Linked DNA regions of Mus musculus: regions 1, 3, 4, 5, 6 and 7 are each linked to region 2. Evidence: chromatin contacts called from public ChIA-PET, HiChIP or PLAC-seq and promoter capture Hi-C data. All regions are on one chromosome and are shown on one strand. The core of a region is the stretch at or near the end of the contact, and the rest is flanking DNA. Distances in the headings are between cores, read along the strand shown. Region 1 holds the start of Rps23rg1 (ribosomal protein S23, retrogene 1). Region 2 holds the start of Prr36 (proline rich 36). Region 3 holds the start of Pex11g (peroxisomal biogenesis factor 11 gamma). Region 4 holds the start of Zfp358 (zinc finger protein 358). Region 5 overlaps Pnpla6 (patatin-like phospholipase domain containing 6). Region 6 holds the start of Pnpla6 (patatin-like phospholipase domain containing 6). Region 7 holds the start of Camsap3 (calmodulin regulated spectrin-associated protein family, member 3).

What was found. Promoter capture Hi-C pulls out the DNA fragments that hold promoters and counts their contacts. ChIA-PET counts read pairs in DNA pulled down with a chosen protein or histone mark. HiChIP or PLAC-seq counts read pairs in DNA pulled down with a chosen protein or histone mark.
Region 1: a contact with region 2 is called in a promoter capture Hi-C map of embryonic stem cells, with 8 read pairs. The contact joins the promoter of Rps23rg1 here to the promoter of Prr36 in region 2. A contact is called at or near these places in 4 of 39 promoter capture datasets (cranial neural crest, embryonic stem cells and neural stem cells) and 2 of 115 datasets of contacts at active chromatin or transcription factors (both in embryonic stem cells).
Region 3: a contact with region 2 is called in a promoter capture Hi-C map of embryonic stem cells, with 2.3 times the contacts expected there. The contact joins the promoter of Pex11g here to the promoter of Prr36 in region 2. A contact is called at or near these places in 6 of 39 promoter capture datasets (the C10 cell line, the HPC-7 cell line, embryonic stem cells and 2 more) and 3 of 115 datasets of contacts at active chromatin or transcription factors (embryonic forebrain, embryonic midbrain and embryonic stem cells).
Region 4: a contact with region 2 is called in a promoter capture Hi-C map of embryonic stem cells, with 10 read pairs. The contact joins the promoter of Zfp358 here to the promoter of Prr36 in region 2. A contact is called at or near these places in 2 of 39 promoter capture datasets (embryonic stem cells and neural stem cells), 1 of 484 Hi-C or Micro-C datasets (embryonic stem cells), 5 of 115 datasets of contacts at active chromatin or transcription factors (bone marrow-derived macrophages, embryonic midbrain, embryonic stem cells and 1 more) and 2 of 9 other capture datasets (adipose tissue and liver).
Region 5: a promoter capture Hi-C map of embryonic stem cells shows a contact between it and region 2, with 9 read pairs. The contact joins the enhancer-like site here to the promoter of Prr36 in region 2. A contact is called at or near these places in 6 of 39 promoter capture datasets (the 3T3-L1 cell line, HPC-7-derived erythroid cells, cranial neural crest and 3 more).
Region 6: a contact with region 2 is called in an RNA polymerase II ChIA-PET map of effector CD8 T cells, with 10 read pairs. The contact joins the promoter of Pnpla6 here to the promoter of Prr36 in region 2. A contact is called at or near these places in 5 of 39 promoter capture datasets (the 3T3-L1 cell line, HPC-7-derived erythroid cells, cranial neural crest and 2 more), 4 of 115 datasets of contacts at active chromatin or transcription factors (effector CD8 T cells, embryonic stem cells, stem cell-derived neural progenitor cells and 1 more) and 3 of 9 other capture datasets (adipose tissue, embryonic stem cells and macrophages).
Region 7: a contact with region 2 is called in an H3K4me3 HiChIP or PLAC-seq map of forebrain, with 6 times the contacts expected there. The contact joins the promoter of Camsap3 here to the promoter of Prr36 in region 2. A contact is called at or near these places in 5 of 39 promoter capture datasets (the C10 cell line, cranial neural crest, embryonic stem cells and 1 more) and 2 of 115 datasets of contacts at active chromatin or transcription factors (forebrain and pancreatic cancer cells).

The regions. Positions count from the first base shown.
Region 1 is chr8:3,565,931-3,569,562 of GRCm38.p6, reverse strand. It overlaps Rps23rg1 (ribosomal protein S23, retrogene 1), which reads right to left and starts at 1,565. Exons shown (of 6, transcript NM_001024728.2): 1 at 1,467-1,565.
Region 2 is chr8:4,215,163-4,219,088 of GRCm38.p6, reverse strand. Prr36 (proline rich 36) reads left to right here and starts at 1,777. Exons shown (of 7, transcript NM_207203.2): 1 at 1,777-2,000; 2 at 2,110-2,221; 3 at 2,534-2,907; 4 at 3,018-3,120; 5 at 3,811-3,923. The coding sequence starts at 2,541.
Region 3 is chr8:3,466,050-3,470,114 of GRCm38.p6, reverse strand. It overlaps Pex11g (peroxisomal biogenesis factor 11 gamma), which reads left to right and starts at 2,467. Exons shown (of 5, transcript NM_026951.3): 1 at 2,467-2,543. The coding sequence starts at 2,484. It also overlaps a transcript of Tex45 not described here.
Region 4 is chr8:3,491,272-3,495,382 of GRCm38.p6, reverse strand. It overlaps Zfp358 (zinc finger protein 358), which reads right to left and starts at 2,245. Exons shown (of 2, transcript NM_080461.2): 1 at 2,074-2,245; 2 at 1.
Region 5 is chr8:3,533,885-3,537,689 of GRCm38.p6, reverse strand. It overlaps Pnpla6 (patatin-like phospholipase domain containing 6), which reads right to left. Exons shown (of 35, transcript NM_001122818.3): 22 at 3,020-3,160; 23 at 2,795-2,858; 24 at 2,060-2,228; 25 at 1,688-1,870; 26 at 1,029-1,147; 27 at 671-827; 28 at 325-441; 29 at 170-239. Among named protein-coding and RNA genes, the nearest start is that of Pnpla6, 20 kb to the right of the region's middle. Within about 2 kb of position 1,424, at least 30 of the 459 cell types and tissues checked have an H3K27ac peak or open chromatin away from gene starts, as enhancers often do. A contact at or near this core is called in embryonic stem cells, where this site is marked.
Region 6 is chr8:3,513,956-3,517,605 of GRCm38.p6, reverse strand. Pnpla6 (patatin-like phospholipase domain containing 6) reads right to left here and starts at 2,195. Exons shown (of 35, transcript NM_001122818.3): 1 at 2,050-2,195; 2 at 1,038-1,096; 3 at 857-925; 4 at 442-529; 5 at 199-281; 6 at 1-48. The coding sequence starts at 1,061. Mcoln1 (mucolipin 1) reads right to left here. Exons shown (of 14, transcript NM_053177.1): 13 at 2,693-2,823; 14 at 2,374-2,592. The coding sequence ends at 2,556.
Region 7 is chr8:3,585,569-3,589,195 of GRCm38.p6, reverse strand. It overlaps Camsap3 (calmodulin regulated spectrin-associated protein family, member 3), which reads right to left and starts at 1,746. Exons shown (of 17, transcript NM_027171.3): 1 at 1,237-1,746. The coding sequence starts at 1,384.

The sequences.
Region 1 (3,632 bases), core at 316-2,815, 650 kb after region 2:
GTATCTCTAGTTCCAGGGAATTCAATGCCCTCTTTTGGTCTGCCCAGGCAATGTGTGTGTGTGTGTGTGTGTGTGTGTGTGTGTGTGTGTGTAGTGCTCATGCAGACAATGAGGTCTACGAACATACACATAAAATAAATAATTAAATAAAAACTAAAAAAAAAAAACAGTAACAACAAGGGGAATGGCTCCTGAAGAACTATACCCAAGATAGATCTCTATACTACACACACACACACACACACACACACACACCTACACACATGCACACACACACCTACACATATGCACAGACACACCACACATACACACAGACATACCTACACACACAGACACACATGCACACACACACATACACACAGACACACATGCACAGACACACATACACACATACACACATGCACAGACACACACACAAACAAACCTACACACACACATACACATATGCACACACACACATACACACATGCACAGACACACACACAAACAAACCTACACAGACACAGACACACAAACACACATGTACACACACAGACACACATGCCCACATACACACCTACACATATGCACAGACACACATACAGACACACCTACACACACACTCTCACACACACACATCTACACACATGCACATACACACACCTACACACATACACACCTACACACATGCACGCACACACACACACACACACACACACACAGGTTCTTCAAATATAACACCCCGTTGCACTCAGGTAAATAAAGCTGATCATACAAAATCAATACTTACAAACATGAACAAACACGAAGCAGAAACAGTATGTGATCCTCCCAGTCTATCTGCCTCTCTGAGTGCTCACACCTGCGGAGAGTGTCACCCCACTCCAACACAACCACTCAGGACCCACCACTTGTTTGAGCCATAGAAAAAAGCCACAAGAACAGAGGATTGGAAAAAATTTGCATACTGAAGTAAGATATTAAAAGTGTGGAAAGCAACGGAGGCTGCAGGGGGCTTTAAAAAAATCCTCCACCCCACCCCAACGACTGCTTGCTCTGAGGTAGATTGCAGGGATCCGTATGGTGGGAGGGGAGAACCGATTTCTGCAAGTTCTCCTCTGAACTCTACACGCACATATAGACACACACAAAGTAAATAAACAAATATATACTAAAATAATATATATACAAAGCTGCGTTCTTTAACTTCTTCCTTCCTTCCTTCCTTCCTTCCTTCCTTCCTTCCTTCTTTCCTTTCCCCCCTCCCTCTCTTCTCTCTTCCTTTCTTTCTTTCTTTTTCTTTCTGAGGCAGGGTCTCATTTTGTAGACCTGGCTGTCCTGAAACTTGCTGGCCTATATAAACCAGGCTGGCCTTGAATACACAGAGTTCTACGCGCCTCTGCCTTCAAAGTCCTAGTAATACAGTCTAGGGTTCTTTATCCGGTTCGTTTTCTCTGCCAATTCACTAACTAAAAGGCAGGACAAACCTCAAGCACGACAGGTGGCAGTGGAGAAATCTCCAGTCTGCTGACAGCAGCAGAGAGAATCGGCAGTTGAGGACAGGCATTTATCTGGGGTGAGAGAAAGACTCTCTGCAAAGCAGAGAGGTTGACAATGAAGGCTGGGGGTTTAAAGTCTGAGTTTTCTTCCCTACTTTACGGTTGGTCAGTTTGAAGAAAGACAGAGTAGCTGATTGGCTCAGAACTGTTGTGTGACCGTCCTGAGCAGACCTCGGACACCTGACCCAGACCAGCAGCAGAGTCCTGCTGGCAGGAGACAAAAGCATGTAAGGCATTTGTTTTAAGCCTCCAGGCTTTTGTCTCAGCTCAGCAGGGCGAGGAAGAAGCTACCATCCTCGGAGCTTGCTATCTTTGTTACCTAGCTCTGGCCGATCTCCCTCTTGGTCTGCTTATCTGGGAGTCAGTCTAATGGATAATCTTTCACTAGGATTAAAAGTTGTGCAAATCACATGGCGCCCCACCTCCCCTTTTAAGTCAAAGAAAGAGTTACTTATTTATTTTGTTTTTTCAAGACAGGGTTTCTATGTGTAACAACCCTGGCTGTCCTGGAACTGGCTTTAAAGACCAGACTGGCCTCAAACTCACAGAGATCCACCTGCTTCCACCTCACGAATGATGGGATTAAAGAGTGTGCTACCATGCCCAGCAAGTTTTTATCTTGCACGTTTTTAATGTGTGAGAGCAGGTGTGTAGTCTCTCTGTGTGTAGGTCAGAGGATAATTTGTGGAGTCCATTCTACCTTTATGAGGTTTCTAGGGACCTGAACTCAGGTTGGCAAGTGCTTTACCCACTGAGCCATACCCCCAGTCCTATTTGGGGGGTTGGGGGACATGTAAGCCAGGCTGGCCTCAAACACACTAAAAGTGGCCTTCAGCTTCTGCTTTCCACCGCGTGAGTGCTCTGGTTACAGCCATGTCACCAGGTTTGGTTTGCTGTTTGATTGAGGTGGGGCAATGTGCTTGGGTTGGAACCCAGAGCCTCGAACATCCTGAATTTGTTCTGTGCTTCCAGTAGCCCTCCCAGCTGTCCTGTCTAATAATTTCCAACTGTGCCATGAAACAGGACCTTCCACCCACTGCCAGGGGTGTTAAACTTTTCCGCCTTTTACCAGAGCAACTTAGCCAAGTGTATCAAGCACTACAATGAAGCCAGTCAGCTATGAGCCTCTGTTGTCAAGTCTAGTGTTTGTTTTTCCTAAGAACAGGAACAGGGGAAATGGAAGAATGTTCTTACTCGTTTATTGCAATAACACATTGGAGATAATAGGAAGAAATGATTGAGGGCTTAGGGCTGTGGTTAAGTTGGTAGAGCACTTGGCCTGCAAAAAGCCTTGGGTTCCATCCCAAGTATTGACTAAAGCAGGCATGGTGCTATGATCCCAGGAGGAAGAAGCTAGAGATTCACAAGTCCAAGATCATCCTGGGCCAAATGAGACTCAAAGAGAGGTCACTCACTGCACAAGCCTGATATCTGAGTTGAATCCTCACAGCATAGTGAAAGGAGAACAAACTCCTGTAAGTTGACCTCTGACCTCATATTTGCTGCTGCACCTGAATCAATGATAGGAGGGGAGAGAGAGAGAGAGAGAGAGAGAGAGAGAGAGAGAGAGAGAGAGAGAGAGAGAGAGAGCAAATAAAAAGAAGTTGGTGGGTGTGGTGCACAGCTGTAATCCGAAGATTCCAAAGGTTGAGGCAGGAGGATCTCAAAGTTAAGGTCATCCCAGGCTTCATATTAACAACCTACCTGAAAAAGAGGAGTAGGGTGAACAGGATGAGGGGGAAGAAGAAGGAAAATCCCCACCCCAATCTCATCTATGATAGTGAAAATCTAAAAGCAACCCTGGTGGAGGAGAAGAGGTTACAAGCTCAGGGAATATTTCATCTTCAATAACAAGATTTCTCCTGACGTTCCTCCCTTGAGTCCCCTCCTCCGCAGCACACTGGAGTGAAAGGAGTTCACTGTGGCCACTCTACATGTGTCTGCTTGCTCCAGTGGAATCCGCCTGTATGGTCCCCATTCCTTTTCATGGAGCGATATACATGTGTTTTTCCATGTCAGTAAATACAGGTCTGTCTCGTTCTTTTAAAGGCCTCAGAGCTTCCTATACCCCTACACCATTGTCAACAGCCTCTG
Region 2 (3,926 bases), core at 528-3,027:
TGCCATTTTGTTTTGTTTTGTTTTGTTTTGTTTTGTTTTGTTTTGTTTTGTTTTTTAAGACAGGACCTTACTATATAGTTCTGACTGTCCTGGAATTCACTGTGTAGATCAGGCTGGACTCAAACTCACAGAGATCTGCCTACCTCTGCCTCCTGAATGCTAAGATTAAAGGTGTGTAGCCACTACTCCGGCTGTTGTTCTTTGTTTTGTTTTGGTTTTTTGTTTGTTTTGCTTTTTGTTTTGTTTTGTTTTGTTTTTGAGACAGGCCCAGGCTGGTCTCCAATTATCTCTCAGCCAAAGATGATGTTGAAATTGATTTTCAATTGGTCTCCACCCACCAAGTGCTGGAATGATAGCTGCACACCACCATTCCAGGTTTATGTGTTGCTGAGGATAGAGACCAGGACTTTTTGTATGCCACAGAAATACTCTGCCAACTGAGCTACATGGCCAGCCCTGAAAATGCTCTTAATTCTAGGTCCAGCAGACCTCATTCCAGCTGCTTGCTAGCCCTCCTTCTGAAACTTTTGAAGATGTTCCTGGACTCATTTCTTTTATCTAGTTAGCACTGTGATGAGTCAATAAACCTTAAGTAGCCCAGGCGGACCCGGAACTCAGGAGCCTTCTGCCTGTATCTCTAGAGTATTGGCTGTACAGCCCAAAATGCCAACTCAATGAGCCCATATACTTCAGAGATCCCTTACAGACCAGGGTCTTGGTTTAACATCCTCTATGGGTAAGATGCCTTATAAGGCACACCTGCCCCACTGGATCCATGAGCTGGCAAACTAAACTAAAGTGACAGCTTTTAGTTGTTCAACTGGGTTGAGATACTCAGAGTGCTCTCAGTTTCTTCATACACATTTTAGAGAGTTCTCTTTCCCTCTGTAATCGTGTTTTTTGATACTCCACAAATTCAGCTCTGCCAGGAAGTTTCTGAGGACTTGACTGCCTGTGGGCCAGCAAAGTTGAGATGCTCTGCCCCACAGAAGGCAGAGCCACCATCGTGTTTCCTATTTCTCTCCCTTTCTTTCATCCCGCTATTCTTCCTCTCTCCTCTCAACTCTGGGATCTGCTGTGCATCCTCTAAGTCCAAGAGTTTGGGGCCTGGTGAGATAGCTCAGTGGGTAAAGACACTTACGGCCAAGTCTGATCACCTGGATTCTATCTCCAGGACCCACTGGTTGTAGGAGTGAACTGAGCCCTACAAGTTGTTCTTTGACTTTTACCAGTATGCAGTGACATGTGCACAAGGACACACACACACACACACACACACACACACACACACACACACACCAAATAAAATGTAATACAAAGTAACTCCCAGGGTTCTCATTCTCCCACCAACCGTATCAGGTAAGGGCTGTGAGAAAAGTCAAAGTTACAAAATAGGTGACCTGGCACAGGTGTCGCAGGACTATCTAGCCTCCATAGTCATCAAGTGCAGGAAAAGAGGACCAGGGCACACAAAATGGCTGGATTGGTTGGTGGGCCAGAGGCACAATGATCCCGCCCTACTGGTTGCCAAGGCCCAGCCTATCCCTTGTCTAGGAGAGTGTCTGTCTCCAAGTGCTAGAGAAGGGGGGTGTCGGAGCAGGTGCAAGAGCTTGAGTAGAGGACTGTGAGGGTCTTCAAGGATTCCCCCACTGAGCCTCTCGAGTTCTGTGGTTGCTAGACACGACCATTGAAATCGGCCTCTTCTGGGGTATTACAGGGAGGCAGCACCCGCACCTCCCTCGGAGGCGCGCCTCTTTTCTTAGCCCTCTCGGCACGCTCTCGGCTCTGGACCGAGAGCGAGTGCGCGCATCCTCTACTCTCCCCACCCGAAGCTGGGGGGCGGGGCCGTGGCCAAGCTCCCTAGGCTCTGTCGCTTGAAGCCCCCTCCCCTTGCCTTTTCGCTGCTCCCCGCTACTGCTCTCCGGCCCAGCCCCACCCCAAGCGACCCTGTGTGGAGCGGCTGGTGCCCAGAGGCGGAGGTGAACGCGTGCTGTGAGCAGGTGGATCGGGCGGATCGTTGGCATAGGGGACCAGACTGGGGGAGGGGTCAGCTCTTTGTCTCCCAGAGCCCGTTCGCGGGCAACAAGGCCACTCTTTTTCTCTGTGCAGGTGCCTGTGGAACCTGAGGAAGGACGCTGGCGAAGCCCCATCGGCGTGCACACTGAGGCCCCTGAATCTGGAAGCCGGAGGCATTTCCCTGTTTGCCGGATTGGTCATTTAGGTTTTCAAGAGGCGAGGGGGTAGGGGAGTGGATGTTGTTCTTGTAATAGGGCAGAGGCGGGGTCGGGGGTCGGAGGGTGGGGACTGAACAGGGCGTCTTAGCCTTGGGGATGGAGGTAGCCGTAGGACTTGAAAGCGGCCAGGTTGGTGAGCGGGTGTGGGTGCTTAGAAGAAAAACAAATCGAGGCTCTTTAGGCTGAGGTTTAGGCACCCATGGGTGGCGATGCTAGAAGGAAGCACAGGGAGGCTTCAGGATGGTTTGTAGTGATTGGTTCAGGACCTGGGATACCAAGCCTCCTGTCTTCCTCATTAGGTGCGGTATGGACAAGAGGGATAGCGTCAAATCAGGAACTGCCCCGCGAATGCCGTCTTCACGACCCCCTGGCCTTCTGACCCCTAGGCCTCCTTCTGGGTCCGCTCGACCTCCTCCCCCTGTGACCACTGCTGCCCTTCGAGTCTTGGAAGCAAACGGAGCTATGGGGCGAAGGTCCCTGGTGGAGCGAGCCCCAGGCGTCTGCAAAGCCGCTCTTCCACAGACCAGCAAAGCCGCTCTTCCACAGACCAGCAAAGCCGCTCTTCCACAGACCAGCAAAGCAGCTCTTCCACAGACCAGCAAAGCAGCTCTTCCACAGACCACTATTCACGGGGCACCAGCGCGCAGTGCTGGGGCAGGTCCTCGTAGCCCAGGTACTCAGCTTTATTTGTGACCTCCATCTGCACTCTGCTTACCTTCTCTCTTCCTTCTTAGATACTCCTCTTTTTCAGAAGTACCACTGATTTTTGTCTTCTCCCTGAAGCCAACAGGCCCCCAGCTTCTGGGAAAGGAGAGAGGGCCCCTATGAAGACCCCTGGCCAGGGCTCTATTTCTAGCCCCGGGCGTGCCAGCAGTGGGATTGCCAGGTAATAAGTTAATTCCCCCAACTCCCTAATTCCCCAAGCAAGGGTTAGCAATTTGGAACCTTTTGATCTTAGACATGAATGGGCTGGAAAGGTAGCTTGGTGTGCTAAAGTGCTTGCTGCACAAATATGAGGTCCTGAGTTTGAAACTTCAGCACCTATGTAAAAGCTGATCTTGATGTATCACTGTAACCTCAGCTCTGGGTGGGAAGAAAAGAGGTGTGTTTCTGGTGCTCAGCAGAGGAAGTGTCAAACATCAGTTTCTGTGAGAGATCCTGTCCCCCAAAAAATAGCCAAGTGTAGTAGCACTTGCTGTTAATCCCAGCTCTTAGAAGCCAGAGGCATGTGGATCTCTGTAAGTTCAAGGCCAGCCTACACAGTCCACATAGTAATAATAAGCAAAACAGAAAATAAAACAAGGCAGAAAAATGGGTCCAGCTAAATGTTGGTGTTTATCTCTGGCCTCCACATGCACAGGCAATGGGGGGCGATGGGTGAGTACAACTGTATACACATGTGCACACACATACACAAAAATATTACATATGAGATAGCTCAGGAACACTTGCAGATAATGGACACAAATTGGGCAAAAGCCATTATTGGTTGGGTCACAGAAAGTCAAGCAACTCTATTTCACAGATGGGAAAATGTGAAATTGGGAATGCTAACAACTGGTCTTCCTGTGCCCAGACCAGGCCCTGTTGTCCAGAAGAGACTCCAACCTCCGACTAAGGAACCCTCGGCCAGAGGTAAAACACCAGAGACGCCCAAAAGGAATACTCTGAACTCTGGAACACGAAGAGGTA
Region 3 (4,065 bases), core at 1,218-3,717, 750 kb after region 2:
TGTGAGCCACCATGTGGTTGCTGGGATTTGAACTCAGGGCCTCTGGAAGAGCAGTCTGTACTCTTAACCGCTGAGCCATCTCTCCAGCCCTTCCTTCACCTTTTAAAGCAGTGGTTCTCAACCTGTAGGTAGTGACTCCCACAGGGCTCCCATATCAGATATCCTGAATATTGGATATTTACATTATAATTTATAACAGCAAAATTACACTTACGAAGTAGCAAAGAAATAATGTTATGGTTGGAGTTACCACAGCATGAGGAACTGTATTAAAGGGTTGCAGTATTAGAAGGGCTGAGAACCACTCTTCTAGAAACAAACAAGGGCTGAAGAGACGGCCAAGGAATTAATTAAGCACATATGTCTCCTCCAGAGGACCAAAGTTCGTCCAGCTCATAGCAGTCTGTAACTCTAGCTCTGGGGGATTCAATGCTTGTGCCCTCTGAGGCCACCCATACACTTGGTCTTGAGAGCATATGCTCACATGAGCACACAGCACCTGCATGTGCATACATGCACACACACATAAACACACAAAGAGCAGATGGGGAGAGGACACTGTCTGAATAGCTAGGCTGCCTACCAGCTGAGCTTTACGAATGCAGCTCTCTCAATCATCCTCCAGTCTGGGGTGGCTTTCTAGAGATTTTTTGCGTTACCCTGCTCCCTTAAGCAGCCTCAATAAACTCACTGCTTCACCATATCAGACCTGAGTGAAATAATTTGACCTGAGTGAAATAATTTCTTTGCTTGATTCTGGGTCTTTTCTTTTTCCTTTCCTTTCTTTCTTTTTCCCTCTTTTTAAAAAAATTATTTATTGTTATACACTATATATATATATAATATATGTTATACACACATATATTATATATATAATAAATAATATATACATATTATTTATTGTTATACACTATATATATTATATATATATGTTATACACACACACACACACACACACACACACACATATATATATGGCTCAGTGGTTAAGAGCATCGACTGCTCTTCTGAAGCCCCTGAGTTCAAATCCCAGCAACCACATGATGGCTCACAACCATTCATAGTGAGATCTGATGCCCCCTTCTGGTGCATCTGAAGACAGCTACAGTGTACTTATAATAATAAATAAATCTTTTTAAAAAAAAATACTGTTCTGGGGTCTGTGAATGTGGCTCAGTATAGAACATTAGCTTACCATGCAGAGAGCTCTGGGTTCCATCCCAGCACCACACAAACCAGACTTGGTGGCACACACCTGTCATGCCAGCACTTCTGAGGTTGAGGCAGGAGGACCAGGAGGAGTCCAAGGCCAGTCTTGGCTACAAATTAATTCAGTTGGAGCCCAGCTTGGACTACATAAGATCTTGTTTCAAAACAAATACTCAAAATACTTGTGTCTTCACTCCTCCAAACACAACAAAAAAACAAAACAAAACAAAGCAAAACAAAACAAAACACAGCTGGTTAAGGTGAATTCTCTGGGTGCCCTGCTCAGGTAGATATGGATCAAACACCTTTAGCGATCAACTTTTGTCCTTCCTGGAAGGAAGAGTGGAAGAGAACTTTGACTATTTTGTAGTTGTTTTTACACACACGCGCATGTGCACCACACCATAACTGTGGAGGTTAGAGGACAGCTAGCACCAGAGTGGGTTCTTACTTTCAACTATGCCAGTCCCAAGGATGGAACTCATGTCTTCAGGCTTGACCTACATGCGCCTCTACCAACTGTGCCATCCTGCTGGCCCAGAGCTCCCTATGTAGATCTGGCTAGCCTGGAACTCACGGAGAACCTCTGCCCCCTGAATGCTGGGATTAAAGGTACTTGTTCCCTGCCGAGCTCATTTTTCTTCTAAAGGTGCCTTTTAGCCAGGTAACTAATGATATCTAATATAACATATCTAATGATGTCTTGGAGCCTTGTGCCACATGCCTATCATCCAGCATTTGGGAGACTAAATAAGGAGTGTAAGGCCAGTTTGAGCACATGGTGAGTTCAAAGATAGCGTGAACTAAATGAAATCCTCAAAAAAAAAAAAAAAAAAAAAGAAAGAAATCTAATCACCCCTCAAAGAAAGTGAAAATCAAGATGCCTTGTGAGAGTACACCAGTCACAGATGCTCAGAACAGACAAACTGATAAAGCAGGTACATGAAGCCCACAAGTGAAGCTTTTGATTGTCCCCACTCCCCGCTCCCCCCCCCCCCCGCCCGTAGGCAATGAATTAATTTTTGAAACATTTTGCTTGCGGAGTTGCCTAAGCAGCGGTGGAGCGAATTTCAACAGGCTTAGAAGGTCATTCTGGGTGTCCGTGGGCAGGGAGGACAGACGTGGCAGTAATACATTTGCAAACTGGGTTCGGGCTAGCACGCCTACAAGGTAGCAGTACTCGGACAAAGGGCAGGCAGTTGCGCCTGCGCGGACCTTCGGACCTTTCCAAAGGAGTTTGACCCCGCCCTGGGTGACGTCACGACCGAGTTGCCATGGCTCTGCTGAACCGTCTGGCTTCCGCGCTGGAGTCCCACCGGGTCCGGGACCGCCTGGTGAGAGGAAGTCTGGGGCCTTGGCGGGACCGGAGTGACCTGGAGTTTGGTCAGGTCTCAGAGATGAGGAAAACAGGCCAGAGAGGGGGTCCTAAAGGGACCGGTGTCTTACATGACAGCAGGCTGTCGGCAGGCTGGTGTCTTACCTGAGAACTTCCTACCTCAGCCTCCCGAATTGCTGGGATTACAGGTGTGTGCCATCACACACAGCTTGAAACTAATCATTTCTGATAAGCAAGTGAAATAATAAAAGATCTGGGACTGTAGCCCACTGCATTCCTAGCATAGACGAAACCTTTAGGTCCTTCCTCAGCACCGCACAAACCAGATATATTGGCACAAGCCAGTGATCTCGGCACTTCTAATGGAAAGATCAGGAGTTCAAGGCCAGCCTGGGCTACAGGATACCCTGTCTCAAAACAAAAGAAACAAAGATACAAGGGCGGTGAGCCTGCTAAATTTCCGTGTTCTAAGTGTCTTACTGAATGGCCCCTCTCTAAAGTCTTCCAAGCAAATGGCTATTTTGCCACCTAGACTGCTTTTTCAGTCCTGCTAAAGGCAGAGCTAGGCGGAAGAGCCTTATGCCCCTGCCTGTGGGCAAAGGAGAGCCCAGGAGGTGGGAAATAGTTTTGTTTTCTGTCATTTCAACCATTGGTGAGCAAGCTAGCACTCTAATGGGACTCCCCATGGCAACTCTTCCCCCCCTCCCCTTCCCCTCTCCTCTCTTCCCCTCTTCTTTCTTTGTTGAAACAGGACCTTGTTATGAAGTTCTGGTTGCCTATAACTTACCTTGTAGTCCAGGCTGACCCTGAACTTTCTTGTCCTTATGCCTCAGCTCCCCAAATACTGGCTGGGATGACAGGTGTGCCTCACCACACCCGGCTATGTGGCACTTTTTGGATTTTGATGTCAAGCTCTCCTCTTAACTTCTGCCTTGCCTGGGATGTTGGCTCAATTGGTAGAGTGCTTGTGCATTGTGCACGATTTGGTCTCAGTCTCAAGTACACCAGATGCTTGTACACCTCTCATTCCAGAGTTTGGGAGGTGGAAACAGGAGGATCAGGAATTCTAATCATGACCACGGTGTCTGGTTAGCCTGGGCTACGGAGACCCCGTCTCAAATTAACAAATTAGAATAATGTTACATCTTTTAAAAAAGGAAGAGAGAACGAAAGAAGCTTTCAGTTTTAGCCAGATTAAGTGCCCCATGCTTGTTATTACAGCCTTGCGGATGCTGAGGCAGGGGCATGGCAGTGACTTGCTGGGCTATGCAGTGAGTGAGGTGAACGTGAGACCCAGCCTCAGCAACCAAAAGAAAGAAACAAAAGATAAAAACCTTTCAGATTGGGTTGGCAGTTTGATGACTCTTAGAACTTTCTGGGTTTTTTTGAGACAGGATCTCAGTAGCCCAGGCTGGCCTTAAACTTGGAGGTGATCCTCCTGCCTCTGTTTCTCAAGTACTGACAAGTATAGGCCTGATCCACCGTGCCCAGCAACTCTTTCCAGTTTCCATCCTAAAGTG
Region 4 (4,111 bases), core at 996-3,495, 720 kb after region 2:
CCTGCAGTATGAGGACAGGAGGTTGGTGGAGGGAGGTTCTTGGGGAGAGAGGACTGGCCATGCCACACCAAAGTCCCTGGTGAACATATACAGTTCTTGTTCTTGACTTTAACCACAGGAAGAGTCCTAACCGGTGTCCCAGCTAGGATTTGGAAGAGAAGGATCCTAGTGCTGGGACTCTCACTTTTCACCTCAAACCTGGATGGGGGCCATCTTGGGATCTTGTTCTTTTTTTTGAACAGGGGCTTGCATAGCTCCAGCTGTCTCTCAACTCGTAATCAAGGAGGATGTTAAACTACTTATACTCCTGCCTCAACCTCCTGTGCGGAAGTACAGGGAGTGCACAAGCATATTCAGCTTATGTGGTACTGGTTTCCTGAATGGTAGATGAGCACTCCACCCTCTGAGCGGCATCCCAGACCCCCATCCCGAGCTCTATGTAGTACGTGGACTTGGGTGTTATGGAAGGCGGTTCTCAGATCTGATACCCTAAATCTGGGGGAAAGGGTGTTGTGGTTCTTTTTTCATGAGGTCATGGTCTGAATTCTTGCCCCACCCTGCAAACTGGTAGATCTGGGGGTCCCTGATAAAGAGGGGAATGTGTGTGACTTGTCTTACCGAAGTAGAATGGGTAGTGGTAAGGATGGGAAGTTAAGGATACCTAGTAGTCCTTCTCTGTCACGGTGAAAACTGCAGGGCTCCTTGTTTGCTTCCAGGAAAGAATTCTAGACCTCTCTAGAATTCTAGCTTGAGTGAGATATGTTCTGTCTTAAACCAGAGGACAGGGAGTGGAAACCTGAGCTAGCAGTGGTGGCACACATCTGTTATCCCAGCATCTTTTGAGGATGAGGCTGGCAGATCTGATCAGCCTGGGCTACAAAATAATAACGTTTTTCAAAACTAAGGAGGGGTGCATACATGGCCCCCTTCTGGGGAAAGGGGCAGAAGGATCACTAAGAACTCCACAGCCAGAGGGTGGAGAGAGCAGTTAATATAGCAATTTTCCAATTGGCTTATAAGATTGTGGATTTTAACCCCTTGGTGAAGAGCCGGTGATAACTATAGCTTGGGGGGGGGCCTCTGGGGGGTTACAGAGAGAACTGGGGGGTGGGGCACAGAGGGCTGAGGAGGAATGTCTTCAAGGGAAGGGAGTTCCTGAACCACACACTCCTTGATTAGGGTATGAAGACTGTTTTAGGGAAAGAGGCAGATGTGGAGAAAGAGTAACACCTCTCTACCTTGGGGCTAAGTGAACTCTTTGTTGGGCTGGGCTCCAGGGGACTAGGGAGACCTACCTGACCCCAACCTCACAGTCAGGAGATAGTACACAGAGGGGCGCTGAGTTTCCCCCAACAGTTTCTCTACCTAGGCCCAACTGCTGGAGATTAGTGGGCAGTACCCCGGGGTCTCCGCCCAGATTTCTGGAGACAAGGTATTTTTAGATTGCCTTCGAAGGAAGCAGCCTCATGAACTCCCATCTTGAATGGAAACTCACATCTGTCTCGTAGATGTGCAGAGGGCAGGTGCACCCCGATCATCTCTTGGGAAAATGAGCTTCCAGAGCTCTACATCCTAAGACTGAATGTGGAAGATAACAATAACTGGGATTTTTCTTGGGATTCTTGAGGTAACACGACACCTCCCTTCTGAACACACACACACTATGGAGTATAAAGTCCCACATAGGAAGAACAATGCCCCAAGCTTCTCTTGGTTTCCAGAAAAAAAGAACCCCCTTCTGAAACAAGGAGGTGTTCTGTTCTGTGGGTTCCGAGCTAGCGGGCGCCTCCACCCATCCGGATCTCAGATTCACTGTAGATTAGGGGGTGGTCCCGCCGTTGGCCGGATAAACGTACTAGGCCTGAGCTCCTCCGGACCCCCTTCCCACCGCGTCCGCCACCTTGACCCCCCAAGTAGAGCGCTGGCACCATGTACTCTGCAAGGGGTGCGTAGAGATAGCCTGGGGCCGCGCCCCGCACCCTGCTCTTAGTGTTGAGGGGTCTCCTCCCAACCACCTCCCCCTTTTGTCCAGCCTTCCCCAATCCAGCCCGATCCGCTTTCGGGGTCACTCACCCGATGCCCCTCGCCCCTGCCCGGCCTGGCTGCACTCGCGCTGGCCAGCCGGTGTCTCCCCGCCCCAGGCTTGCAGGAAACCCCACCGATCGCCAGACCCGCTGGCGGCCCCCTCGGCCCAGCGGCCCCGCCAGGCACTCCCGGGGAGCGAGAGGGGCCGGCCGAGGGCCGCTGCGGGAGCTGCTGGGACTTGTAGTTCGCTCGAGCCCTCCGCGGCCGGCGCCATCGCTGCCCCCGCGCCGCCCCACCCCACCCCCCCGCCCCCGGGCCAAGCCTTTGTCCCGACCAGGGCCACCCGAGCTGGCGCGCGTCCAGTCTTTGTTTGCGCCCTACCAACCCGCGCCACCCTAACCCTCCATGCACCCATGTGACTTTTCGGGCCCCTTCTCCGACCCCCGATCTTGACTCTCCATCTGTATCTCTGTCTCCATCTGTCCATCTTTCTTCCATTCTGTCCCCTCCTCTCCATCTCTTTCATTATCTTCTTTAAAAAATGGATTCAGTGCCTATGCATGCCGTGTTGCGCATGGGGAAATCAGTAGATAAGTTCCAGGAGTCCGTTCTCTCCTTATTCCATCCCAGGGATAGAACCAGGGTCTGCAGGCTTGGCCGTGCACTTTTACATGCTGAACTATCTCTCCAGTCCTCCTTTTTTCCCCATTCTCCTTCTCTACCGTAATTTATTTTTTCCTCTTTTAATTTCTTTGCCTCTGGCCCAGTCATTTTCTCTGCCTCTGCCTTTTGTCTCTGCCTACCTTTGTCTTGCCTTCTTTTTCATTTCTCTATCTTGTTTCAAACACCAGCTATCATGATACTCAAATTATATAAGCAAGAGGCCGGGGGAGGGTGTGCTTTGAGAAGGCCTGCAATTTAAATATGCACTTGTCTTTTCTTCATCTAGTATTATCTCAGAAAGTTTAGGGCTGTCAAAATGGCTCAGTGGGTGATGGTTTGTGGTAAGACAGGTGGTTAGAGAGGTGACCCAGTCGGTAAACTGCTTGTTGCAGAAGCTGAAGACCTGGCTTGAGATCTCTGTCACCTATGTGGAAGGACAGATTCAGTGGTGGGTATCTAGAATCCTAGCTTTGAGGTGGCTGAGGCAAGAAGACCCAAGGGCTCACTGGCCAGCCAGTCTAGCTGAATCAGTGAGCTCCCAGGGTCATTGTGAGACTGTGTCTCAAAAAGTAAGGTTGGAGGGACAACCAAGTGGCTTAGTGGGTAAAGGTGCTTGGTGAAAGGCCAAGGACCCGAGTCTGATTCCTTAGGACCAACATGGGTGGAAAGATCAAACTATTTTCTAACCTCCACATGGAAGATATACACACACCACTACATAAATAAATGCAATTTTAAAAAATTAAAATAAGGTGGGACCCATTGAGGAAGACACCTGAAGTCAATCTCTCTAGTCCACATATATGTGTAAGTACAAGTTCTCCCCCTCCCCTGTCTCTATCACACAAGTGCACACACACAGAGTTTTTGTTGATAGTAGAATCTTTCACTAATTTTAGGTAACCTTTTGCCCTCTGATCCTTCCATTTTCTCAGCTTCCTATTCAAATGACAGGTGACACCAGAGGCAGTCCAGGAGGCTGGACCAAGAGCTGATTTCTGGAAGACGTTAGCCAGGACCAAGGAAGGCTCTAGACCACACTTTAAAGCCCCAGCTCCCTCCACCGCAGGGGGAATGAAAACAAGCCCAGGGGGATCTGGCAGCTGGACTCTGGATGTTGCTGCCTGAGTATAAACAGTGGTCACAAAGAGAAATTAATGGTACAGCAAGGCTACCCTCTGACCAAAGCTGAATTAAGATAGACACAAGAATAGGTTGCAGCTAGAACAATGACCACACATCTCCTCTTGTCCCCATAACACACATGACTGCCCGTTTGCCAGCCATAACCCACACTACTTTCAACCCACCCACATCGCTGAGATAAAAGTAGCTGGAATCCCAGCCACAGACTGGGATTAACCATAACCATGGCACTAACCATAATTTTCCCTAAAACTACCCAGCCTGAGTCCATGCCACC
Region 5 (3,805 bases), core at 175-2,674, 680 kb after region 2:
GGGCCTTCGGGACATTAGTGGGTGATGGTTAGTGATCGGTGGACGGGCCCAGGTGGACGGTCACTTGTGTTAACAACGTCCCAGATGCTCAGCTGCCCCTCCCCTTACAACCCATCCCCACACAGCCGGCCAACAAGGTTGTAGCAGGGCTTGGCAGGATGGCACCCACCATCTTTGTGGACGCGCATGGCAGAGGCAGTGATGTCTGTGGTCACATTGAAGTAAGGCAGCCACAGGTCCTGGGAAGGGGTGAGAACCAAAGTGGAAGATGGTGGAAAACCCCGGGGAAGAGGCAGCAGGGCCAGGGGTAGGGGACGGACATACCTCAATCTGCTTATCCTGGAAGACACGGTGGATACTTCTGTTAAAGGCTGAGCCAGTAAACATGGAGGTGACAGGATATGTGAGGTCCAATACAGGCTCCAGTACAGAAGTCATGCTCTAGGAATCAAATGGTCAAAAGCAGTTGCTTAGTCACAGAGAGATCGTGGCTCCAGGAATATCCACATACACACAGGGCTGGAGAGTGTCAGTCAATACAATGATTGCTCTAGTCCAAAGTCCCAGTGCCCTACCCATACTACCGGATCAGGCTATGGCATCTTCACACATCCCCCTGCGTTTCTTGGGCCCTGCAACCCCATCTCCTCACACCCCCCACAAAACACACCTTGGCCCACTCCCGGGCTCGTTGTTTAGTTCGGCTGGCGCTGCGTTCCTCGGCATACAAGGCCCCAATGAAGGAACCTATGGATGTGCCTCCCACAAGGTCGACTGGGACTCCTGCCTCCTCTAATGCCTTCAGCACCCCAATATGCGAGCAGCCTCTGTAGAATAGAGGGGAGTCGGTGACAAGCTGGGGATCTCTGGGGACCTACCCCCAGGAATTCTCTTCTCACTTCCCCTCCTGAAAAAAAAAAACACACTAACCAGGCTGTGGGGGTGTCTCCCGGGTAATAAGCTCCACCCCTTACACATCCTTAGGACACAGTAAGGAAGCTGTGTCTTCTACTTAGCCTGTCTCTTACCTGGCTCCGCCCCCACCCAGCACCAGAGCAATAGTGTTTCCTGTGAGTACTCGTGCCAAGCGGGAGAAGTCGCTGTGACGGTCTGCACGCCTGGAGAAAACCTTCTCATACAGCTCATGCTGGGATCCAGGAGAGAATAAAGATGTGTTAGACTGAGGTAACAAAGAACAAGTCTAGGGGACCACTCAGGCACATACTCATCTTTGCTACCTACCCCTCACCTCCACTCCCGCAATTGGTTCAGGCTCTGTCTCAGCTCTCTGGTCCTGCCCAAGCCCTGGTCCTGCCCGACTGTGGGGCATGCTGTACCCCTAAACTACAACCTTTGGCAGATGTACCAAATGCCACTCAAGGTGGAAGAGGGCGTGACACCAAGCCACGCCCACAGGCAAAGGGGTGTGTCCCCAAACTGGAACAGGAAGCAGCAGAGGCGTGCCACTCAGGGCCTTTCTTCAAGCCACGCCCAAGCCTCGGTCCCAGATGGAAGAACAGTTATTCTCTGGCCCCAACCCCCACTGGAGGAGAGTATCCCTCAAATTATACACCTAAGCATTAGGTGTGTTTCCTAAGGCTCTTCTTCATATTACACCCAAACCCGACCCCTGAGGTAGAAGACAGATTGTTCCCCTGGGTTCCTTTTTTAGGTTCCCACCCCTTACAAGTTTCGCTGGGCTGCGCCGTGAGAAGAGGCGGCGAGGACAGCGCAGGTGCAGGTGCCCTGAGCACCAGCTGCGCATGTTGAGCCACTCTACAGTGCGCGTGGGACCAGGGCCTTCCTCCCGGTGCAGCAAAACCAGTTGCTTCAAGGCACGGACAGCAGTGTTCTCTAACATTTGCTCCAGCTATGGAAGACAGAGACAGGTGGAGGTCATTGATACCTTCTCTACCCACACCCGGCAAAGCTCAGCTCCCTCACAGAACAGCAGCATGAGTGTACATGGCCTTCCACAGGCACGGAAGGACAAGGGATGAGATCCTGAGGGGAAGACTGAGGTGTATGTGTGGGTAATCAGTGCATACAGTCTCCAGACCTGGCCAACAGTGGGTTCCTGGTCCCCCAGGCCCACAATGAGGATGCAGTCGGCCTGGCGCAGACAACGGACGGTCCAAGGCGTCAGGGATGTGTCAGTTTGGTAGAGCACAATGCGATGGGCATCTTCCTGCTGGGCCAACCACCCTGACAGCCGGAATTCTTGAATGCTGAGATATAATGAGGGAGGGTCATCCTGGAGCCGGCCTGGAGTCCCACAACCTCTCCCAATATAGAGATAGTGCAATTCTACTGCTGGGAATATTTAGATAATTCCAGGTCCCAACAATTAAAATGCACGCCAAGGCAGGGAGTGGGGTTGAAATGGGGACTCAGGTGTTGCAAAGGCATATATATATATGTATATATATATATTTATTTTCACATATATTTGTTTTGCATTACTTTGCCACATGAAATCAACAATGTTAATGCTCAAGAACCACATAAGCAAGTTACAAAGAAAAAAAAAAACCCAAACAATTTTTTTAAAATCCTCATAATATTTTAAGTTTGCTTTGAGCCACAGTATCTCACAACTATAAGAGCTGCATATGGCCCCTGGGTTTCCAATTTGACACCCCTGCTACCAAAAGGGATTTGCCCCACATCGTCTCCCTATTGATCCGACAGGCAAGACTCCTCGATTCAGAAGCCTAGTTCTCCAGCCCAATCTGAAAGAATGTCCAACACAGGCCTTCTGCCCTTCCAGCCCCACTCCCCAACCCCCACACACCTATCCAGTGCTGAAGCCCCCAGGAGTGCCCGGATGACGTCACTGTTAAGGAGGAGCGTGGGACCTAGTGGGGTTGAGGAATGGAAGTTAGACAGAGCGCTTGTCACCCATCCCCACGGCTTAGGCTCCGTTTCCCTCGCACCCACCACCCACTCACCCACCACTTAGTACGGGTGACTGGAGTATAGACACACCGTTCCACTGAACAGATTCCCTATCGCTCACCAATAGCTTGCAGAGCATGCTGCAGTTCCAGAGTAAAGGCCATCATGGGCACCTCAGCACACACAGGGAGGATAGCTACAGTAGACAGATTGCTGGCTGGGTTGGTCAGTTCCGAGTGCTGCGGAACACTGAGCCCGGAGCCTGTTGAGACACCAATCAGGGATCGGCTGAGCAACTCTGTGTTCAGAGAGGTATCTTCCTTCTCCCCACCACCTCCTCTTCTACCTATCTCCCTTTCCCCCTCCTCTTCTTCCCCCACTTCTCCTCACCCCCCCCCACTTCCTTTTCATTCCCCTCTATCCCTGCCTTTTGTCATCCTCCCCCCCAGATCCTCACTATTCTTTTTTTTTTTTTAAGATTTATTTATTTATTATATGTAAGTATACTGTAGCTGTCTTCAGACACACCAGAAGAGGGAGTCAGATCTCGTTACGGATGGTTGTGAGCCACCATGTGGTTGCTGGGATTTGAACTCAGGACCTTCGGAAGAGCAGTCAGGTGCTCTTACCTGCTGAACCATCTCACCAGCCCGATCCTCACTATTCTAAGCTATGATAACACCATACAGAGGCCATGGGTGTAGTGCCCCACATACAATTCCATCCTTGGGTGTTTCTTGTTAAGACATGGCCAGCACCCTTTACTCTGGGCCTTAATCTCAGTGAGACCCATTACACAACTTTGTTGCAGTTCTTTTCTGATATGTGGTCTCACATGGCTGGGAATGACCTTGAAATCCTGCCTCCTGCATCCAACCTCTAAGGGCTGAGATAACAGATGTGTGCT
Region 6 (3,650 bases), core at 946-3,445, 700 kb after region 2:
AGTGGTGGAGACTGATGTGTCCACCAGGGAAGAAGTGGACTGTGACACCTGGGAGAATTTAGAATATTGAGTCAATTGGAGGGAGAGGAAGGAGAGCTCTAAGGAGATCTAAGAAGGCAGAGAGGGTCACTAACGTGTAAATAGGAAAGGGCTGGGCTGCTGTGGTCAGCCAGACCAGCAGTAGGTCTTGGAACTCACCTTCCGCATAATCTTCCGGCCATAGAAAAGCACTTTGTCCCGCTTCCGGAACCGATACCGGGGACCCTCCGGGGCTGGAGTTTCTGGGGATTGGGGACGGGGAAGGGGGTGGAGGGAAGATGGTGCTTTGAGCTCCACGCAGGCTTCAACAAATCCCCACCCCAGCCGCTTGGTTTCTCCAGGTTTTGCAGCTTCCCCTCCATCCCTATAGTATTCCCTCAAAGGTTCCCCCCGAATCCTCACTCTGCACCCGCAGCCTTCGCACCACCAAGAGGATGAGCACGGCGGTGACCAGCACCGCCACTCCGGCCCCGATCATCACGCCCAGCACCTGCGGAACGAACGGCACAGGCTGGGCAACGCATATCCGTCTCCCCAAGCCCTCCTCCAGGGTCTTTTGAATCACCTCTGCCCCGGAGGAGGTTGTATTCAGTTCGTGACTCGGTGTCCCCATCTGCAGAATGGGTCAATGCGGTTTCCTTCCCATCCCCCTACGTGGGGGGAGCAACTAAGCCTTCCGAGAGACTAGGTCTCCCGCTATGCATGCCGGGAAACGTAGTTTCACCTGCACATGCCTGGTTCTCGGAGAGAGAATCGCGTGGTGCACGGCAAGACCGCCGGGAGTTGTAGTCCGGTACAAAAATTCCCCAACTCTTACCATTCCGGTTTGCAGTGGGGCCTCCATCGATTGTTTCGGACTAGGTAGCAGGTCTTGTAGCCTGCAGTCCTGGAAATCGAGGAGCAAAAGGGACCAGAACAAGATGTCAATCAAGCCTACCCAGCAGCGCCTACAGGCTCCTTACCCCTAGCTCGTCTCACAAGCCACGCCCCCTAGATACCTTTGGCTGGAGTGACTCCTCCATTCGCCGGGGTTGGGGTGAGAGCGTCTAGAGGGGTACTGCTAGACAGAAGGATAGGGGCAAGTTGATTTCCCCGCCCAGATCAAGGGATGAGACCAGCCCCCAGCTCTTTGTCCTACTTCACTTATGCATAAGGCGGACCAGACTCCGTAACGTTTTCATCTGCACCCTGTGGCCAAAAGGGTAGCCGTCCTGGCACCCACAGTCAGCAGCTCGCTGGCAGGTGCCCTTAAGCCATGATCTCTTCTGGCAGTGGTTCCTTCCTTAGCCTGGCCTTCCGTATGTCTGACTACTCTTGATTAACCAACCCTTAGGCGAGACCCCTTCCTACACCCTGTAAAGACGCGATGTCTCACTCCAGAAGAAACCAGGACCTGTAAGCCAGGAGGCTGAGGGACAATTGGACTTTGGGCTCCTGACCCAAGCCTGGGCCCATCAAGGAAGCTGGGGCGTGCACTGGAAGCACTGCTGTGCAATCTATTGAAAAGGGGGCTCTAGGGCCATCGGAGTAAGATGAGCTCCCAAAGTGTTATAGGCTCGGGCTTGGAGATTTAACTGTCACGTAAAAGGAAAGTTACCGGGTCTCGCGGTGCGGAGCATCCCTGGGATTAGTGAAATGATGCAGGATGTGTAACCAGGGACGCCGGAATTGGGGGAGGGTAGGAGGAACGACGCACTGGAAAGTTACTGAGATCCGGAGATACACATAACTACTTAGGAGTCTAGGAGCTTCCAGGAAGATACCGGGGAAGGTAGGAACGCTACCGGGACTCTCCTGGGACGCTGGAGATCTTTCTGATGCCTTTAGACTATTATTAATGGGAATTTAGAAGGATCGCAGGGCCCTGAGATGTTACCTGGAAAATTGTTAGATTGACTACTTCCATTCCGTACTCCAGGTCGCATCTGACTACCGATGCGGAAACACCGGGACAAGGAACTTAGGAATGGGGGTGGGGTGGTATTGGAGCATCAAAAAGTCGGGACCTACCCGGAATCAGGACAAATCGATCCGGGGCAAAGCTGAAGCTCTCTAACAGTCCTCGAAGGGACACCTTTGCTCGGTCGATGGAAACTCGTACCATTCAGGAGCTGCAACCAGGTCCACCCAGCTTCGGCCAACACCCCTAGTTTTCTGCCCGCTGCCTCAGACGCGGCACCTTTAAATTATTCCGCTGCAGGACACGCCCCATCCCCGCCTCCCGCCATGCTTGGAAGGTCGCACTGCGCCAGCCATGCCTAGTGTGGCGGCCTCTTAAAGGAGCTGACGATTTATGAAAGGGCTGCCTCACCTGTTACAAATTAGACCACCGCATTTACATTCCCTTTTATTTAACAGCCGCCCTACATGCCCTCCCTTTCCCCTGTGTCCGATTCGATCAGCCCAAGCCCTCACAAGGCCTGTCAGACGCAGATCTTTTAAAGCAAATTCTAAAAATAAATAAGCTGGGGTCCCAGCAGTACATGGGGATAAAGTCTAGTGGCAATCATCTTGGATCAGTTCACCAGCAGCGAATGGTCCTCCGGGGAGTCCCTGGAAGAGAGAAATGGAAAAAAGAGGCACCCAGTCTCTCTGGCACACACTTCTTCCCCCAGCCTCTAATCAATCCACAACCCAGATCTGGGGCTCCAACCTTCCACAGCAGCAGAAAAGGCTACAAGCTGAGCCACTGCCACGACGGAACTTGCCAGATGTGGGGCTATCCTGGCACTGCTCGATGTAGGCCTGGAGCTCACTCTTCTCTGTGCCAGTACCTCCTGGGTGCTGGAAAGAGACGATTCCCCGAACTCAGCATGAAAGATGGTCCTGACCTCTAGTGCTCTTTAGGTCCGGCCAACTGGACATCCTGCTGTTGCTCTGATGTGACCACTCTGGGTCTCATTTCTGGACCTTTGCTTTGTGGCTTGCTTCACTGTAGAAATCTTCCCTATCCCCGGATGTGGCCGCAGGTCTCAGGCTCATTGGTTCAGTGCCTTCTGCTGCGGGCCAGAAGCCTAGACTGGTATTTAGTAACCCAGCATCTCAGCTGGAACAGTGTAAAAGAGTTAGTGGGCATAAGGCCTGAACTCCTGCATCCACGGGTCCTGCGTGATATCCAAGTGTTGCAGCGAGACTCAGTGTGGCTGCTTAGGGCCTGGGTGACAGTAATGTACCTGTGGTAGAGCTTCTATCCATGTGGGAAAGAGTGCACACATCCACTGCCAGTGCCTCAGAATGAGGCAGAGTCCCCGAACATTCTCCCTGTGACTTCCTGGCACCACTGCTATTTCTCCAGGTCCTTTCTGCCTCCCAGTCTTTGGATGTTCCTTTCTACAAGTATGCTCTTCCTCGGGCTCCCATCTCCTCAATCTAGAATTCTCAAGAGATGAAGGGAATGTCCCAAGCAGCCACCTAGCTGCACTGACTTTTGGATAGTTATGTATATTTGCCTTGTGTGTGTGTGCATGTGTATGTGTGTGGTGTCTTATAGGGTACAAAGAAGAAGTAGCATTCCTGCAGGCTGTAGTTTCCTAGATGAGAGCACAGAGGACTGTGGGGTAGCAGGGAGGCAGAATTTACCCAGCAAACATCTTGTAAGGAGTCTGGGGGGC
Region 7 (3,627 bases), core at 497-2,996, 630 kb after region 2:
GGGAGGGGCTGCACCTACTTAGTGCCAAGATCAGTAGGAGGGCAGGGCATTTCCCACCACCACCACATACACACACACACACACACACACACACACACACACACACACATTCACATACACTCACACTCTGTTCCTGCCTTCTCTCTCTCTCTGCATCTTTGCATCTCTGTTTCTGTCTCTCCCCCTCTCCTTCTCTCTATCTCTATCTGTTCCTACTGTCTCTATCTTTTTCTGTCTCTGTGCATGTATGTCTCGTTCTTCTACTCCCAGTAAGGCCTAGACCTTAATGAACCTCTGTTTTTCCCAAGGCCAAGCCTGGCCTCCCAGTTCTATCCTGTGGTGGCTGAAGCTGCCCAAAGCCAGGACTTGGAGAGCCTTCCCAGGTCTGATAATCCACCTTCCTCATTTGCCCAGTAGGAATGGCCCTAGTCCTTCAGGCCTGTGGGCATGCGGAAGGGAGGAGAAAAGGGGTGGCTTCAATAAGAGAAGGCCTGGCCGCCCGAGCTGCCACCCTAGAACAGCTGGTGAATGAGCCATTTATGCCTACCTGAATCCTCAGGAAAATGTGGCAATAAGTCACAACTGCCAGCCTTTACGGGGCCATCGAGACGAAAGAGTGGTCCCAGACACACCACACACACACACACACACACACACACACACACACACACACACGCTGGCCACCGGCAAGGCAGGGTTTGTGTCCCAGTCACTGAGCTGTAGCTCTGATCTCTTAAAACGCTCCTTGCGGGGTCCAAGCCACCGCGTACACGTTGTGAGGGTAGATAGGGAAGGTGGGGGTAGGAGGAACCATCACAGGCTTCTGATGTGTGTGAAAGGGGAGTTGGCCATGCAGTTAGGCCCTGGGGTCTGAGGAGTGGGGTGGGAGGCGGGAAGCAGAGGACTACCAGGAGACCCTTCCCCCACCACACACAAAATTGGTCTGCAGACCCCACCCCTGCTCACCTGGGGGCTCTGATCCCGGGGTCCCAAGGCGCACAGCCTCTTGGCGGGCCCCACCCCCGACTGCGTTCCAGCGACCCGGGCGGGCAAAGTCCAAGGGCCCCGTCCGAGCAGGAAGCTTGGAGGCCCAGCTTAGCAAAGACCAAAAGCTCGGGGACCCTAGGCAGCCCCGAAGCTATTGTTCCCACGGCCCCGGCTTGGCGCCCCGCCCCCCGCACCTGCCGCGCCCCAGCCTGGCTCCCCCGGTCCCCTCCCCAAAGGCCCTCGGGTTACCTGCTCCCCCGAATGCGGCCCGCAGCACCCACGCCAGACTCGCCGCCGCCTTGGCTCGAGAGAAATCGTACTGGTCCAAAGACTTGATCTCGGGGACCAGGAAAGTCCTCCGCAGTGGCCCGGACCCTGCGGGCGCCGCTTCCACCATGGCGACGCCGGGGTTACGGCCGCCCGGGTCCGCGCGCTCTGATGGGCTGGGCTGCGTGCGCTGCGCTGCGCTGCGCTGCTGCCGAGCCTCCGCCACCCCGAATCGGGTTGCCGCCGCGGCTGCTGCTGTTACTAATAAAGCTGCTGAGGCGCCGCTGAACCAGGTGCGGTCGAGCGCGCTGGCGACGCGGCGTCGACCCCGCCCCAAGGCGGAACCCAGGTGCGCCCCGCCCCCAGATTGGACTCAGTTCTCTCTGGCTCCTGGGTCCACATGGGTCCCCACTGACATTAAAGCTTCCATAGGTCCTCCTGCTGCAAAGGGCGGCAGTGATGGCGGATGAGGGAAGGGCTGCAGAAGAACGCATGTCCCTGTATGCGTTCTCGTGTGTGTGTGTGTGTGTGTGTGTGTGTGTGTGTGTGTGTGTGCGCGCGCGCGCGTGTGTTCCTGCTCACTCCCGGACCCTGGAGAGGCTTAGGGACCCTTTGTCATGGATGTCCATGTAGGCTTTTGATCCCACACATATGCAGGTGGAGTTCACATATGCATATGGAGTTTGTGGCTATTACTATACAGTAAGTTCTAGGCCAACCAGGGCTACACAGCAAGACTCTGTCCTAGTTTAAAAAGAAAATGAATGTGTTTGTATCCACTTGCTTGAGAGTACCTGTGAACATCTCTGTCTATAGGTATCTAGATTTGTGATGTCATCTGTTTGTGAAGGTGACTGTTTCAAACCTGTTGTGGTACAATGGTTTGTATTAAGTGGCTAGGGTTGTGCCCTAGTTGACAGAGTCCTTATCTGGTATGTACAAAACCTTCTCCTCCATCCCAAGCACCAAATAAGCTAGGGATGGTGGTAGGTACATGCCTAGAATCATGGCACTTGGGAAGTGGGAAGAAGAGAATTTTTGTAAGTTCAAGGTGATCCTGGGATACATGAGATAAATAAGTAAAATCAAAGAATTGTGTTGTACAACCTTCTGTGTTCTAAGATTGGAAATGAAGGAAGAGAAAGAGCGGGGGGAGAAAGAATGATGTGAGTCTAAACACATCTATCATATAAGGGTGTAATTGTTGACTCTGTCAGGGCAGGAAGATGGCAGAGATACCAAGTGGGTGTATTTAGGCAGGAGAAAAGCTGTGTATGTGAGATTAGCTCTGTAGGGTTACTAGGTGGATTGCAAATGTCCTGATGTGTACCTTTGATATCTGCAGTATTTGTTGAAGAAAGCCTCTGACTAGATGTAGGTAAGGGTCTGAGAGGATCTGTGTGTTTGCGGGTGTGGTTGTGTGCATGGGGCTTTCTGTGTGTGACTAATGATGTGTAGGTGCATACTTTTTTTTTTTTTTTTTGGTATAAACAGTCTTTTGTGTGTGTGTGTGTTTTCAGGTTCAGCATTCCCAGCTCCATAATACAAATCTATTTATCTACAGAACTGGGTTGGAACACTCACTGTTTGGGGGCCTGTGTTACAGGTGGCTTGAGTGAGGTGAGGCAGAACCTAAGGGACTCCCCTCTGTTGACTAGATGGATCTTAGAAAAAGGCTGGCAGCTATGATTTTATTTTTTTTATTATTTATTTATTTATTTTGGTTTTTCCAGACAGGGTTTCCCTGTGTAACCCTGACTGTCCTGGAATTGACTCTGTAGATCAGGCTGGCCTCAAACTCAGAAATCTACTTGCCTCTGCCTCCCAAATGCTGGGATTAAAGGCATGTGGCACCACTGCCCGGCCCTTGGCAGCTACAAAAACTGCCACATTTTCCTGAGGATTCAGGTGGATATAAATGGTTCACTCACTAGCTGTCCTGGGGTGGCAATCTGGGAGGGCAGGCCTTCTCTTATTGAAGCCACCCCTTTTCTCCTCCCTTCCGCATGCCCACAGGCCTGAAGGACTAGGGCCATTCCTACTGGGCAAATGAGGAAGGTGGATTATCAGACCTGGGAAGGCTCTCCAAGTCCTGGCTTTGGGCAGCTTCACCCACCACAGGACAGAATTGATAGACCTGGTCTGGTTTGGGGAAAATGGGGATGAGGGAGAGGGTTAATTAAGATCTAGGACTTTCTGAGAGAGAGAGAGAGAGAGAGAGAGAGAGAGAGAGAGAGAGAGAGAGAGAGAGAGAAAGAGAGAAAGAGAGAAAGAGAGAAAAGGAGAGGGGGGAAAGACAGAAACAGAGATGCAAAGATGCAGAGAGAGAGAAGACAGAGACAGTGTATGTGAGTGTATGTGAGTGTGTGTGTA